Regions from separate parts of the Zea mays genome. Here region 2 is linked to region 1. A link is a contact called in public Hi-C data. All regions are on one chromosome and are shown on one strand. Each heading gives the region's core, a stretch centred on a gene start, on an enhancer-like site or on the middle of the called end of the contact. The rest is flanking DNA. Distances are from core to core; before and after follow the strand shown.

What was found. A called contact is a pair of places that touch in the nucleus more often than the background predicts.
Region 2: a Hi-C map of ear shows a contact between it and region 1, with 2.9 times the contacts expected there. The contact joins the promoter of LOC100276771 here to the promoter of LOC100276847 in region 1. A contact is called at or near these places in 2 of 25 Hi-C or Micro-C datasets (ear and tassel).

Annotation. Positions count from the first base shown.
Region 1 is chr1:103,207,707-103,214,530 of Zm-B73-REFERENCE-NAM-5.0, forward strand. LOC100276847 (NADH dehydrogenase [ubiquinone] 1 beta subcomplex subunit 10-A) reads left to right here and starts at 3,221. Exons shown (of 2, transcript NM_001416002.1): 1 at 3,221-3,589; 2 at 5,047-5,305. The coding sequence starts at 3,304. The coding sequence ends at 5,177. LOC100277622 reads right to left here and starts at 3,111. Exons shown (of 3, transcript NM_001151134.2): 1 at 2,921-3,111; 2 at 2,714-2,824; 3 at 2,206-2,540. The coding sequence starts at 3,011. The coding sequence ends at 2,467.
Region 2 is chr1:103,761,769-103,768,592 of Zm-B73-REFERENCE-NAM-5.0, forward strand. It overlaps LOC100276771, which reads right to left and starts at 3,594. Exons shown (of 4, transcript NM_001150485.2): 1 at 2,813-3,594; 2 at 2,558-2,702; 3 at 1-22. The coding sequence starts at 3,073.

The DNA of each region.
Region 1 (6,824 bases), core at 1,971-4,470:
TGTTTCCATTTAATTTTTCTCTAGAAATAATGTGTTCCTGTTTTGCTTCAAATCTTGTTATTGTAATTAAATATCTTTTCCGAAAGAAAATATATATCCTTATATTTTTTTTGCTTATGCAGTTAACTAGAACTTCCAGATTGCAAGTACGAGCTCTGGCATCTCATGCATGTTACCCCTGAAATGCTAAACAAACACCCCTCTGGATTTCTTGTCAATAACAGTTGCATATTTGGTATTGAGTTCATCAAAGTTGTCGCTACCAAAGCAAAAACAATGTTACAAATAGTGTTTGTCGGGAAGATGAAAGTCTTTGACAAGACCAATGTTTACACTCTGAAGAAATGACCCAACTTGCCAGAGTTTAAAATCGGTGGTACATAGTGATAATCTTTTCATCTTGCAATACTTGACATGTAAACAAAACATCGAGAAATTTGTATATGTAACTCAATTCTTTCTTAGATCTGTTGGGTTCAACTGTGCTGTACATTTCAAATCAAAGCTATGATGATTGGTTAAATGTTGTAGGTTGAGAACATGTAACCAATTGTAAATTCTTTGTTATATGATATATAGAAACCGTAGCAACGCACGGACATCAAACTAGTAGGAAACATGAGGGAGTAGGTAACGTGGACGACAGGCACGCGCACACATGAAGTAACTGTGCTGTGAGCCTGTGACTGCAGAAAAGCACAAAACAATCTATTCGTATTATTCTCACTGTCAATCATCATTCTAAAATTATCCACCGACACCTAGCATGATAGAAAAAAGTCTCACATCTTGAATTCTTGATGCATGGTCCATTACAATACTACAGTGAGACAAGATGGATCCTCAGCACCACCAAGGTATTTCTAAATGATTAAGGAGACTAATGTACGACTCCCTAGCCTTTAAAGTATTGCTTTGTTTTGTTTTGTTTGCTTCTTGTTTAGTGTTACCAACTGCTCGGCGATAAAGAGCATGTAACATAATAGATATAGAACCTGCACATTCTAATGCAAAGTCAAAGCACCAATTTGGCACTGTATGCATGCCAAACCCAAAAGGTAACCATAATATCTGACTAAAGACATTGTCATATGGGTAGTCAAACAAGAGCAACCAGTAGACCACAGAAACATTCGACTGCAATTATATGTGTGAATGTGTAATTACTTCAAACAAATTTATGTCATCAGTCAATGCCTCAAATGTGTGACTACTACATTACACAAAAAAAGGTGGTATGGCTGCTAACTTTTCAACTACTTTCACCACTACTCTCCCCATGATGGAAAATGCACACATGAAGTCAAATTCAAGCACAAGTCGAAGCATCATTCTTCAGTGTTAAACTGACAGGGAACACTTCTCTGGAAGAAATAACTGGTGCAAAGCCAGCATGGCCTCTATAAGAAAGCTGAATCGCAGACCCTACTGACTACTGTTACACCATTCACATCATCTTCACAGCTTTCCCATTGTTCATATGCATTCGTGTATGGCAGTGTGCATTTACATTTGACAAAAGAAAAGAAAAATAATAGGAAACACCAGGATTATCATACAGGCTGATCTATTAGTCAAGTGCCATGATTTCACTGCAGAACATATAAGATTTGCCGATAAAGCAAAACAATTTTGAGAAACAATGTACAAAGCACTACCAAAACCTTAAGACACTTCACATTCATAATTCATTGTAAAGTTCAAAATGGCTAACAGAAGATTTTGGTAACGAAATTCTTGTATATATGAACACTTGTCGTTGTTAAGGTACGTACAATGGAAGAGTAAGTCATTAAAAGGCGTACCCAGTGCCGTAGGCTTCCCGCACTGTGTAGGGCCTAGGAAAAGGTATCTTTAAGTACCAAGCCTTACCCGCATAACATGCAGAGGCTGGGGCCCGAATCCGGGACCTTCCGGTTACAGACGGTAGGCTAAGAGTAAGTAATTAAGATCACTAAATAATACAGTTTAATATGAGGCATGGGACAGTGCCATACAAAAAGACAGCTCAGAAAAAGAACATATCTATGTTCTAACATTTTTATGTTAAGATATGAATTTTAATTTGCAAGCTTTTCAACTTACAACCGAATTAAAGGTATTCTAATACCAGTGATCATAAGAACTAAAGACAACATAACTTTGTTCAATAATTATCGATGTATTTGCTGTCTCCAACTAAAGTGGCAATCATGCATATCTGTTCAGAAAGAAAAGGATGGATCATGAATGTAAGAAAAACTAGGCAGGTTGAGTTTGTAGAAGATAGGAAAGGCACAAGTCATAAACAATACCATGACATTGAAGTCACAATCACTTGAAAAATCCTTACATGTGTCTGAAATTGAATTAGCAGGAAGCAACCAGATTGATTTGAAACATGAACAAATCATCCTTGATGCTACAGCCTTCACTACCATCATGGAGTCATGGACCAGGCTTCTTGCAAGCACAAGCATGTACACCCTAGAAGTTCCTTGTTTTCTTGGATGCTTGCCCCAACTCTGAGAGCTTCCCGTTTTGCTTGGGCAGGTAAGCACCTGATAAACACATGCCCCCCAATGGGGTACAAATAAAATCGGTCGCAATCGTATAAGGAATGTACACAGCTCATTCATCAGGAACAGAAGCATTAAACTCAGGCCATATAGACAGATTTAAAAAAAACTGATCAGAAAACCATCTGTTGCTATTTTTGTGTTCCCCTTCTTACCAGGCCTGGAGACGAGGTTGATGCGGGACCGCGGTGCGGCGAACATCCAGTTGTCTTCGTCGAGAGACCTCACCTCCCTCTGCAGCGCCTCCATCACCTCAGACTTGAGTTCTGCAAGGCCAACCAATCGGTCAGTCACTCTGACTCTCTGAGGCATTCACCTGGCACCGCTTGCAAAAGGGAGAGAGAGATAGAGGGGCGTATCACCAGCCAGGGCCTCGTCCTTGCGGTAGAGCGCGTCGATGGAATCAGCGACGTCTTCGGCGGCCGAGATGGTCGACCTCGCCGGCGAGCTCATCGCGCCGGCTCTTCTCGGATCTGCCCTCTCCACGTGGCTGAACTGGCGTTTCCGCCTGCAGAGTGCAGACTTCGGGAAACAGTGAGTCGGCGACAGAAGCTTGTCTCTTGGCCCACCTACGCTTCATTCTGTTGGGCCGACTAACAGCCCACAGGCCTGGTTCGCATAATTAACTCATCGACCCATCAGCTCCGTCTCCCATCCGACCGAGCGGACCACACCAATCCCACACCCCCACCCCCACCCCCACCCAATCGGAAGACCGTGCGGCCGCCGGCCGCGATCGGAGAAGATGGTGCGCAAGGCAAAGGTTGAGTTCGATGAGCAGCCACCGGATAACTTCGACCCGAAGAACCCATATGCGGACCCGGTGGCTATGCTGGAGTACCGGGAACACCTGGTGCGGGAGAAGTGGATCCAGATCGAGACCGCCAAGATCATCCGGGAGCGCCTCCGCTGGTGCTACCGCATCGAGGGGATCAACCACCACCAGAAGTGCCGCCACCTCGTGGACCAGTACCTAGAGGCTACACGCGGCGTGGGTTGGGGCAAAGATGCCCGACCGCCCGAGTTACACGGTCCGAATCCCTTCATGCCTCGTCTTACCCTTTGATCGGCATGATCGATAGGTCTATATGGCTGCTTCTTCTCTGGTTCGCAGAGCCCAAGAAGATCATCGAGGCGGAGTAGCTGCTGCCTCGGCTTCTCGTGCTGCTGTTCCTGGATTGGAGGGGTGAGGCCTGCTGAAACTAAGCACATTCTTTCCTTTCTATGTATGTTGTGTGGTAATCAGTCTGAGTGGTGGAAACCGAAATGCATTAGAACAACTCCAATCATGAGTTCTATAATTGGGCCTTATATTTTGATTTAGCTACTGCTACTCAAGTCAATTTGTTTAGGCCCAAATTGAAGGATAGACTCCAAACAGTGAGCCTTAAACCGTGTGTAGGTTGCAACTGCTGCAGGATTTCGGTCATTTGACGCCATCCGTCGCCCGTCGTCGCTACTCCCATGCCCGGCTTGTTCTTTTCCTTTTCCTGTCCTGAACTAGCCTCAATATACTGGAGACCAAGAGCCGACAGGGAATGTCTGGATCGTGCAGGAACCTTGAGAGAGATGGCTGATGCTGCAGACCTAGACGACCGATGATGCATTATGACCTACCACATTGCTCTCCTCATCGGAGTGTGCTTGCAACTGTATTACTGATTTGATGCAGGTTACTATTGTTGTAACATTGGCTGCATCCTTTGCGATCTCCTTTTTCCCCCCTCATCACATATGTGTACAGTGGCCTGTTCAATGCTTCATAGAAGCATATAGGCTGATGTCTTTTTCATCACTGTGCAACTTGCCACCAATATTCCATCTCTGTCGAGTCCAACACAGATAGAATTGTACTGTCTTTTTTCAAAGAGGTGCAGAGATCAGGCACACCAAAGCAGCAGCAGCATCCTATTGAAGACCAGGATTTTGAAGAATCTATAACTAATCAAGAAGCAGACCATTATGATTGTTGGTACGAGAGCAGGAGATCAGGTGGCACGACAAAAAGTAGGCTGAGAGCGCAAATGTATTGTTAAGTAACCAGGTGACATTGTGCTGCATAACAAATGAATGAAGTCAAATGAACTGAATAATTGTATATGAAGTCCAATGAACTGAATAATTGTATGAGCTAAACAATTGCATAACAAATGAATTGCTCACAGATTCAGAGTTTCAGAATATTAAGCACTAGGCTTTAACCAATGATAGAATTATGCTCAGCATGGGCTTTAACCAATTCACATTGCAAACCTACTCAGTGAACAGCAGAGTTTCAGTTTTTGCAAACCTATTGAATTGCAAACATATAAAATACTTTGTATAGATTTTTAGGGAAGTGATGTTCCATAGATTTTTATCTTGGTAGTGCAATATGAAAGCAGTTCTACTACTGCTATTTTCCTTACTAGTATTGCAAACATCGTACATGTGTGAGAGGGAATTTTATGACAGTGGAGAATACATGTTTTTGTCTTCATGTTTCTAGGGAGGTATCAGCTACCATGTCTTGGACCCGAGACCGAGACTCATCCAGTTCAAGGAGCTCCCGCGCTCACCAGTGTAGGATCCCCTGGCCTGGCAGCCCCTGGCTTTCCCTCTCTGAATGATGCCACGTAGCAGATCAGGAAAGGAGCAAGAAGACGGACCAGAGGAGGCGGAGGGATGGAGAGGGATCGGGGCCTTCGACGGCACATATGGGAACGAGTACGAGATGGGAACGGGACTGTCGAGTGGTGGCGGATCGGGAGCAGATGTTGGCGGCGGAGAAGAAGCCTGAAATATTCGTGGAGGTTGAGAAGAGCGCAAACGGTATAGGGCCACGCTTCTCTGTGTCTCAAATATCCTACCCTTCAAGTTGGGCCCCAAAACGTTTAGACAAATTTTATTGAAATGGGGCTCCTGTTGGAGCTCTCCTTTTTTGTTTAGGCCCTATATTTTAATTTGTTTCTATGTTTAAGGCTCCTATTGGAGTTGCTTTACAAAGCCATTTGTGATGCTGGTAATTCATTGCAATCACTTTGGGGCCAGTAGTCACTTGGGAGGGGTTAACCGGAAGTAGAGAATAGAATATAATAGATTGAATGCTAAACTGGCAACGATTTCCATTTAAGTATTTGGAAGGATTTTCTCTTGTTGGGCATGAATCCTCATGTCCTCCAGCAAATGGTTTGTGCTGTCGTCATATTACATGACTTGAATTATGAACTGGATACATGTGAAGGTGGCAGCAGTGTTGTTACGGGCTTACGGCCATCTCTAGCAGTCTCCATATCCCACCCTCTATCCTACTACCTATTTCAAACTCCACTCTATAAACAGAGCTGTCTACAGTGTAAAACAGTGTTTTGCACGTTTATATACACACTTTGTTGGAGATAGCCTTGCATGCCTGGGCCCAAGTTACATATCACACACCTATCAGTTAAAAATATATTTTTTGGTTGTACCTATTAATAGTGGCAGCTGTTGCGAAAGGGCCTCTAGCGTAATGGTTAAGGCTTTCGACTAACACCTTCAGGTTCCGGGTTCGATCCTCCTCGAGGACGAATTTTGGGTTTGGTTAAAAAAATCCCCTCGTTGTGCCCCGCCCACTTTCGAGGATCGATATCCTACGCGCCATCCTTCGGCTAGGCCGTTGCAGAGTGGACAGTTGATTGATCTGTTAGTGATAGGGGACCAGAGTTCGGGGGTTTTCTCGGTCGGGACCATGTTTTGGTCTTTTCTTAATATAATACCGGGATGGCAGTCTTTCTCTCCCTGACCGAGTTTTTTTAATAGTGGTAGCTGTTTGTTAGAGATAGACATAGGTTTTGGGACAAATTTTCTATTTCATCAAGCCACTACATAAACCATGCCAGAATTGGATACATATAGAAGTAGCAAACTTAAAAACCAAGAAAGCTTCAGCATATTCTAAGTTTCTAACTACTAAAGTAGATGCTAATCTAGATAAGATAGATGATAAGGTGCTGACATATGCACCAACTGCTGCTTGACTAGAAGCTAAAATCTAAGCTAAGCACAAGACTTAGGGGTGTTTGGTTCCAACCTTATAAACTTTAGTGACTTTTAGACCCTAAAATACCAAATAGTGTGATTAAAAATAGGTCTTTCTAATATAATCTCTAGGGACTAAAGTTTAGTCCTTAAAATTTAGGAGGGTGACTAAATGAACCAAACACCCTCCTTATTCTATCACAGTCAACTAGTAATTCCATTAGTTGAATTTCTGATATGAAGTTACTTTCTCTACATGTTTAGTAG
Region 2 (6,824 bases), core at 2,344-4,843, 550 kb after region 1:
ATAATAACCACGACATGCAGACCTGAAAAAGAAGAAAAGTCAATTGAACAATGAAAACCATACAAAACATACAAGAAAATCCTAGCAGCCTCAGCTCAGATATAGACTGTATGTCATCTTAAGAGGATAAATATACTTATAGGAAAAGAACACTATCGATCACTTTGTACATAGAAAAGTTTGCCTCTATTTTAGAGGCATGTGGATTTAATATTGATGATAAATTGGATCGATATAACCAAAACAAAAGATCACCTAATATCATTTTACTTAAAAAGGTGCATAGCAGAATTAGATAGAAAATCACCCCTTTTAATGAAAGTGACTGGTGATTATGGATACGCGAAGAGTGATTCTAGAGGCCAAAGCATTCAGATGAAAAAGCCACCATTAACTTGAAGTGACAAACTATTTCCTGATTGTGCACCGTGGGTTTGTCTAGCAGTAAATTTTCAGTCAAAAACGTATTTGTATGATGTCATTACCGATGGCATGCATAACTGTACAAATTTTGTAGGCTTTCATTTACCACTAGTCTATTAACACTTCCTGGATACTTGATTGCAAGTTTCACATGCACCTGTTTAATTGAGAAATCCTTTTTGCACAAGACCCTAGGGTCCCATTAGCAAAGGTAAAGGAATTATAGTTCCCAGTAATAACCACAATTAGAAAGAAAATAAAGGAAATGCAGAAATTAAAGTAGATCCAACAAGCTTTAGCGGTTCAGCTTCAGTCAATTACATTGTAGATAACCAAAATGCTCGATTAGTTGCAACAAAAACAAGTTCAAACCTGAATCTAGCATCCATGTTTCAACTTATTTTTTTGAATTTATGAAGACTCATAAACACCAATTTTTACACGTTAACAAAAAAAACATAAACCATTTTTGCTAGCTATAGTTAAAAATGAAACGAGGGATTTATTGTATAACTCTACTCCCATTGCAAATAAGCACAGAAATGTTAGATCCCACTCGTTCTTACTGACATTACCATACAAGACCAGTACTTGGCTAAACTTCTTGGAGTTAAAAAGTTCTGAATTCGTAAAAGAACAATTCTCGCATCATAGCAATCATTCTTAATTGCGCATTGCAGGTTTGTGTAGTAGTGCATTTAAGTGAAGAAACATTTGTATCATTTCACTACTATTGGCATGCATGGTTACTCCATCCTGAAAACTTGATTACAAGTTTCACCAACACTAATTTAAACTTAAGGAGTCTGTTTTCCCTTAAAATCCCCAGATTCCCAAACAAGATAGAGGAATTACAGTACACGCTGAAGCCAACAACAAACAAAAAGTAAACATGGTGCACAAATTAAATAGATCCATCAAACTTTGGCCTCTAGCTATTATATACTACCTCCGTTCTCGAATATTTGTCGCCCGCTAATTCATTTTTGAACTAGATCGCGACAAATAAAAAAGAACGGAGGGAGTAGTACATAACCAAAATGCTTTTGCACCAAGTAGGGTAGCACAGAGTCACAGACCGCATCAAAATTTAAAGTTTCTAATTCTGAAAAGAAGAATTCTTCTATTGGCAATCATTCATGCTTATACATGAGTCTTCAAGATAGTTTTTCAAATCCAAAGACTGAGCCCAGGAAAGCTCGGGTAGATCCAGGCCCCGGGCCGCCTGGTGCAGCGGGCGACGGGCGTCCAGGCGTGGGTGCACGCGGAGGCAGCCAGATGCGGGCTTGTGCTGCCGGACACAAGTGCACACTGCGCAGCGATGGCTGCTGGCCGGTCAGGTAGATGTATCGTGTTCCTTCTCTTTTTCTATGACTTTTCACGATTTCATTTTTTTATATTTCCGGTTAGATTAAATTTTGTTTTTTGTCACGTACGTTCAATATAAATATAAAAATAGAAACCGGTAAAGTAATAATAACTTTAAAAATAAAGAAGAAAAACAACACAATACATGGCCTCTGAACTTCAGACCTTTGAGCGAGAAATAGATTTTCACACCACCAAGTTATTAATGTAATCTTGATTAAAGATTAAACTCAGGTTATTATAACCTGATTTAGTTGATAGTTCAAAAAAACAAATCCTGAAACTAGATTTTTAGTAGTTCGTTGTTCACTTTAAATCTAGATAAATGCCTCTTGGACGTATACACTAATGTAGTGGTGGAGGTAGAACAATTTTCATGTGCTGCACCTCAGGTCTAAATTCTAATGGCATCATTGCTTTAGATACGAGCACACGGAAGATTGATCTTTGTTCGAGTGGTATTTACAAAAATATTATTCTCAAATTTATTTTACATTATCTTATTTGTTTATTCTTGTCTTTATGTGTGTGTGTTTTAAAAAATAGTAGATCCTACCTCTGCATTTGGAACAATTGATGAAGAGAGAAGATATTGCTCCACAACTCGTATGTTATAGCTTTTGAACTATATTGCTCCAATTATGTTGAAATACACACACGGTGTCATCCTATATTCCTATTACTTCAATGGAACAAGTGTAATCCATGAAACAAGCAGTAGGAAGATTGCATAGAGCAATTTGAAAATAGGGCGGTTGGGTAGTACCAAATCCTATCTGATCCTTGTAGGATGAAAAGGGCTCAGGAGCGTCATCCTTGCTGGGCGGAGCGACGTCCCTGACGAGCTCAGCATACTCCTTCCTCTCCTGTGTCTCCCGGAGCTTCTCCAGCCTCGCCTTCAGCTCATCGCTCTGCAAACCAACCACATGACAGACTAAACCGAATCAGAATCAAAACCCACCTATTTGCCGGTACGCACAGGCCGGGACAGACAGTGCCACCAAAGACTGAGAGAAAGAACCTTCTCACGAGGTTTCGGGCTGGGTAGCACGAAGTCGGCGCCCTGGAGGAGGTCGCGGAGCGGCGGGCGGGTGTCCGGCGAGGTGGCGCACCAGATGGCACGCAGAGAGCGGTAGGAGACGGCAGGGTCCGAGGCTAGGTCGGAGGCGAGGTCACGAAGATCGGCGGGCAGGCTGACAGAGGCGGCGGCGGACGAGAGGAAGGAGCGAATGGGAGCGGTTGCTGCGACGGCGAGGCCCGTCACGGCGGTGGTCATCGCCATGACTGGCTTCAGGGAACCCAGCTACCGGACGGAAAAGAACCCGCCGTAGGAGGAGCTCTATGGCGCGGAGTCTCGCAGAGCACCTCGGTCCGTCTCCGGCGGTGGTGATGCGACCGAGCGAGGAGAGACTGAGGCAGCGGCCTAGGTCGGGCGCTCGCGACCGGATCTCACGAGGGCAGCAACACGAGGCCGTGGGTGCGACGTGGAGAAGGGGGCGCAGGAGCAGGCGAAGGCGCCGGCGAGGAGAGGAGGCGCGGGCTCCGGCAAGGAAGAGGGGGAGGCGGAAGCAGCGAATGAGCTCGTGCGCTCCACTCGTGACCGGATCGCACGAGTGCTGCAACGGCGAGGCCGTGGGTGCGGCGGTCAACGGGGTGGAGAAGGGGCGCGCAAGCGCCGGCGATGAGGAAGAGGAAGAGGTGGCGACGGCGAGGTGGGAAGCGGGAGGAAGGGGCCGGCAACGGCGGGGTGATGCGGGTAGAGCAGGGAGATCGAGATTCGAGAATCACCCTACAGCAGTGTTACCCATCCCGTTTGTGAACTGAATTCCGTCCGTTTCTGAAAACGGGAAATAACTGAATTTCGCATTCCCGAAGGGTTTACGTATTCAAATTCAAAAATTCGAATTTCGTATTTCCTGACCAAATTTCGGTGTTTTTTTGACCGGGAACCGTATTTTAGTTAGAAAAAAATAAAAAAATTGGTATAATTTGTCTGTATTTATTCAAATCATGTTGCACAATAAATAACAATATATTCACAAATAATTTAATGTCCAAAATCACATAAACCATACTTATGCAAATAGAAACCCGCAATTTGAGTGCAACGCAAAGCAAAAAGGTTACAATCATGTCATACAGTGATACAAGTATATATAAAGTTTTCCATAACACAATTCTTCACACAAATTATGTACAGACCATATATTCTACTGGAATCATAGTATTCCGGCATGTGTTGAACCTTTCGGGTATGCCATCATCAACAAGTCCGCAACCGAATGATGTCGTTGTGAATGAGGTGCTCCATAACTTGTATCTTGGGAGGTATGGTGTCGTGGTTTTGGAAATCAAGAGGACAATAGAATTTGTGTCCAGAAGGGGATGTTCGCGCGGACTCACTTCGAATAATGAACCACGTGGGATTCTGACAAGGCGTTTGAGACAGAAAGTCATACTTAAAAGGTAATTAGGCTTACACCTTTTTTCTAATTGATTTTGGTGATTGAATTGCCCAACACAAATAATTGGACTAACTAGTTTGCTCTAGTCTATAAGTTCTATAGGTGCCAAAGGTTCACAATAAGCCAATAAAAAGACCAAGAAAGGGTTCAAAAAAAGAGAGCAAAAGATAACCCAAAGGCACTCTGGTCTGGCGCACCGGACTGTACGGTGTGCAACCGGACAGTGTCTGGTGCACCACCGGACAGTGTCCGGTGCACCAGGGCACTCGAGGCTGAACTCTTCACCTTCGGGAAATTCAGAGGGCACTCCGCTATAATTCACCGGACTGTCCGGTGAGTCACCGGACAGTGACCGATGCACACCGGACTATCCGGTGTGCCAGCGGAGCAACGGCTACTTCGCGCACAACGGTCGTCTGCAACCACATTTAATGCGCTACAGTGCGCGCCAGAGTCAGAGCACGCGCAGTTGGCGCACCGGACAGTCTACAAGACCTATCCGGTGCACCACCGGACAGCCCATAGGCCCCACAAGTCAGAGCTGCAACGGTCGAACCCCAACGGTCTGCTGACGTGGCTGGCACACCGGACTGTCCGGTGCACCATGCGACAGCACACTTCCAACGGCCATTTTTGGTGGTTGGGGTTATAAATACCCCAACCACCCCACATTCATTGGCATCCAAGTTTCTGCACTTCTACACCTTACAAGAGCTATAGCATTCAATACAAGACACACCAAAGAGGTCAAATCCTCTCCCAACTCCACACAAAGCCTTAGTGATTAGAGAGAGATTTGTTGTGTTCATTTGAGCTCTTGCGCTTGGATCGCTTCTTTTCTTTCTCATTCTTTCTTGTGATCATCTCAATTGTAACCGAGGCAAGACACCAATAGTGTGGTGGTCCTTGCGGGGACTTGTTGTCCCGTTTGATTGAGAAGAGAAGCTCACTCGGTCCGAGTGACCGTTTGAGAGAGGGAAAGGGTTGAAAGAGACCCGGTCTTTGTGACCACCTCAATGGGGAGTAGGTTTGCAAGAACCGAACCTCGGTAAAACAAATCATCGTGTCTCTCTCTTTATTTGCTCACGATTTGTTTTGCGCCCTCTCTCTCGGACTCGTTTATATTTCTAACGCTAACCCGGCTTGTAGTTTGTGCTTAAGTTTGTAAATTTCAGATTCGCCCTATTCACCCTCCCTCTAGGCGACTTTCAATTGGTATCAGAGCCCGGTGCTTCATTAGAGCCTAACCACTCGAAGTGATGTTGGGAGATCACGCCAAGAAAGAGATGGGGACCGGCGAGAAGCCCATTACAAGCCACGGGAAGGCTCCATCGGGAGAGTCCTACAACAAAGGGAAGGGGAAGGAAAAGGAATCCCCTTCACACAAGTCGCGTCGGAGCGGTGACAAGAAGAAGAAGATGAGGAAGGTGGTCTACTACGAGACCGACTCCTCGTCGCCATCCACCTCCGGCTCCGACATGCCGTCCGTAACTTCTAAACGCCATGAGCGCAAGAAGTTTAGTAAGATCCCCCTACGCTACCCTCGCATTCCTAAACATGCGCCATTACTTTCCGTCCCATTGGGCAAACCACCAACGTTTGATGGTGAAGATTATGCTAGGTGGAGTGATATGATGCGATATCACCTAACCTCACTCCACAAAAGTATATGGGATGTTGTTGAGTTTGGTGTACAGGTACCATCCGTAGGGGATGAAGACTATGATGAGGACGAAGTAGCCCAAATTGTGCACTTCAACTCCCAATCCACCACTATACTCCTCACCTCTCTAAGTCGAGAGGAGTATAACAAGGTGCAAGGATTGAAGAGCGCCAAGGAGATTTGGGACGTACTCAAGACGACGCACGAAGGAGACGAAGTGACCAAGATCACCAAGCGGGAGACGATCGAGGGGGAGCTCAGTCGCTTCTGGCTTCGCTAAGGGGAGGAGCCACAAGAAATGTACAACCGGCTCAAGACCTTGGTGAACCAAGTGCGCAACCTCGGGAGTAAGAAATGGGATGACCATGAGATGGTTAAGGTTATTCTTAGATCACTTGTTTTCCTTAACCCTACACAAGTTCAATTAATTCGTGGTAATCCTAGATATACACTAATGTCTCCCGAGGAAGTAATAGGTAATTTTGTGAGCTTTGAGTTGATGATCAAAGGCTCAAAGAAAATCAACGAGCTAGATAGCCCCTCCACGCCCGAAGCACAACCAGTTGCATTCAAGGCAACGGAGGAGAAGAAGGAGGAGTCTACATCAAGTAGACAACCAATCGATGCCTCAAAGCTCGACAATGAGGAGATGGCGCTCATCATCAAGAGCTTCTGCCAAATCCTCAAGCAAAGGAGGGGGAAGGACTACAAATCCCGCTCCAAGAAAGTTTGCTACAAATGTGGTAAGCCCGGTCATTTTATTGCAAAATGTTCACTATCTAGTGACAGTGACAGGGGCGACGACAAGAAGGGAAAGAGGAGAGAAAAGAAGAGGTACCACAAGAAGAGAGGCGGTGATGCCCATGTGTGCCGTGAATGGGACTCCGACGAGAGCTCTAGCGACT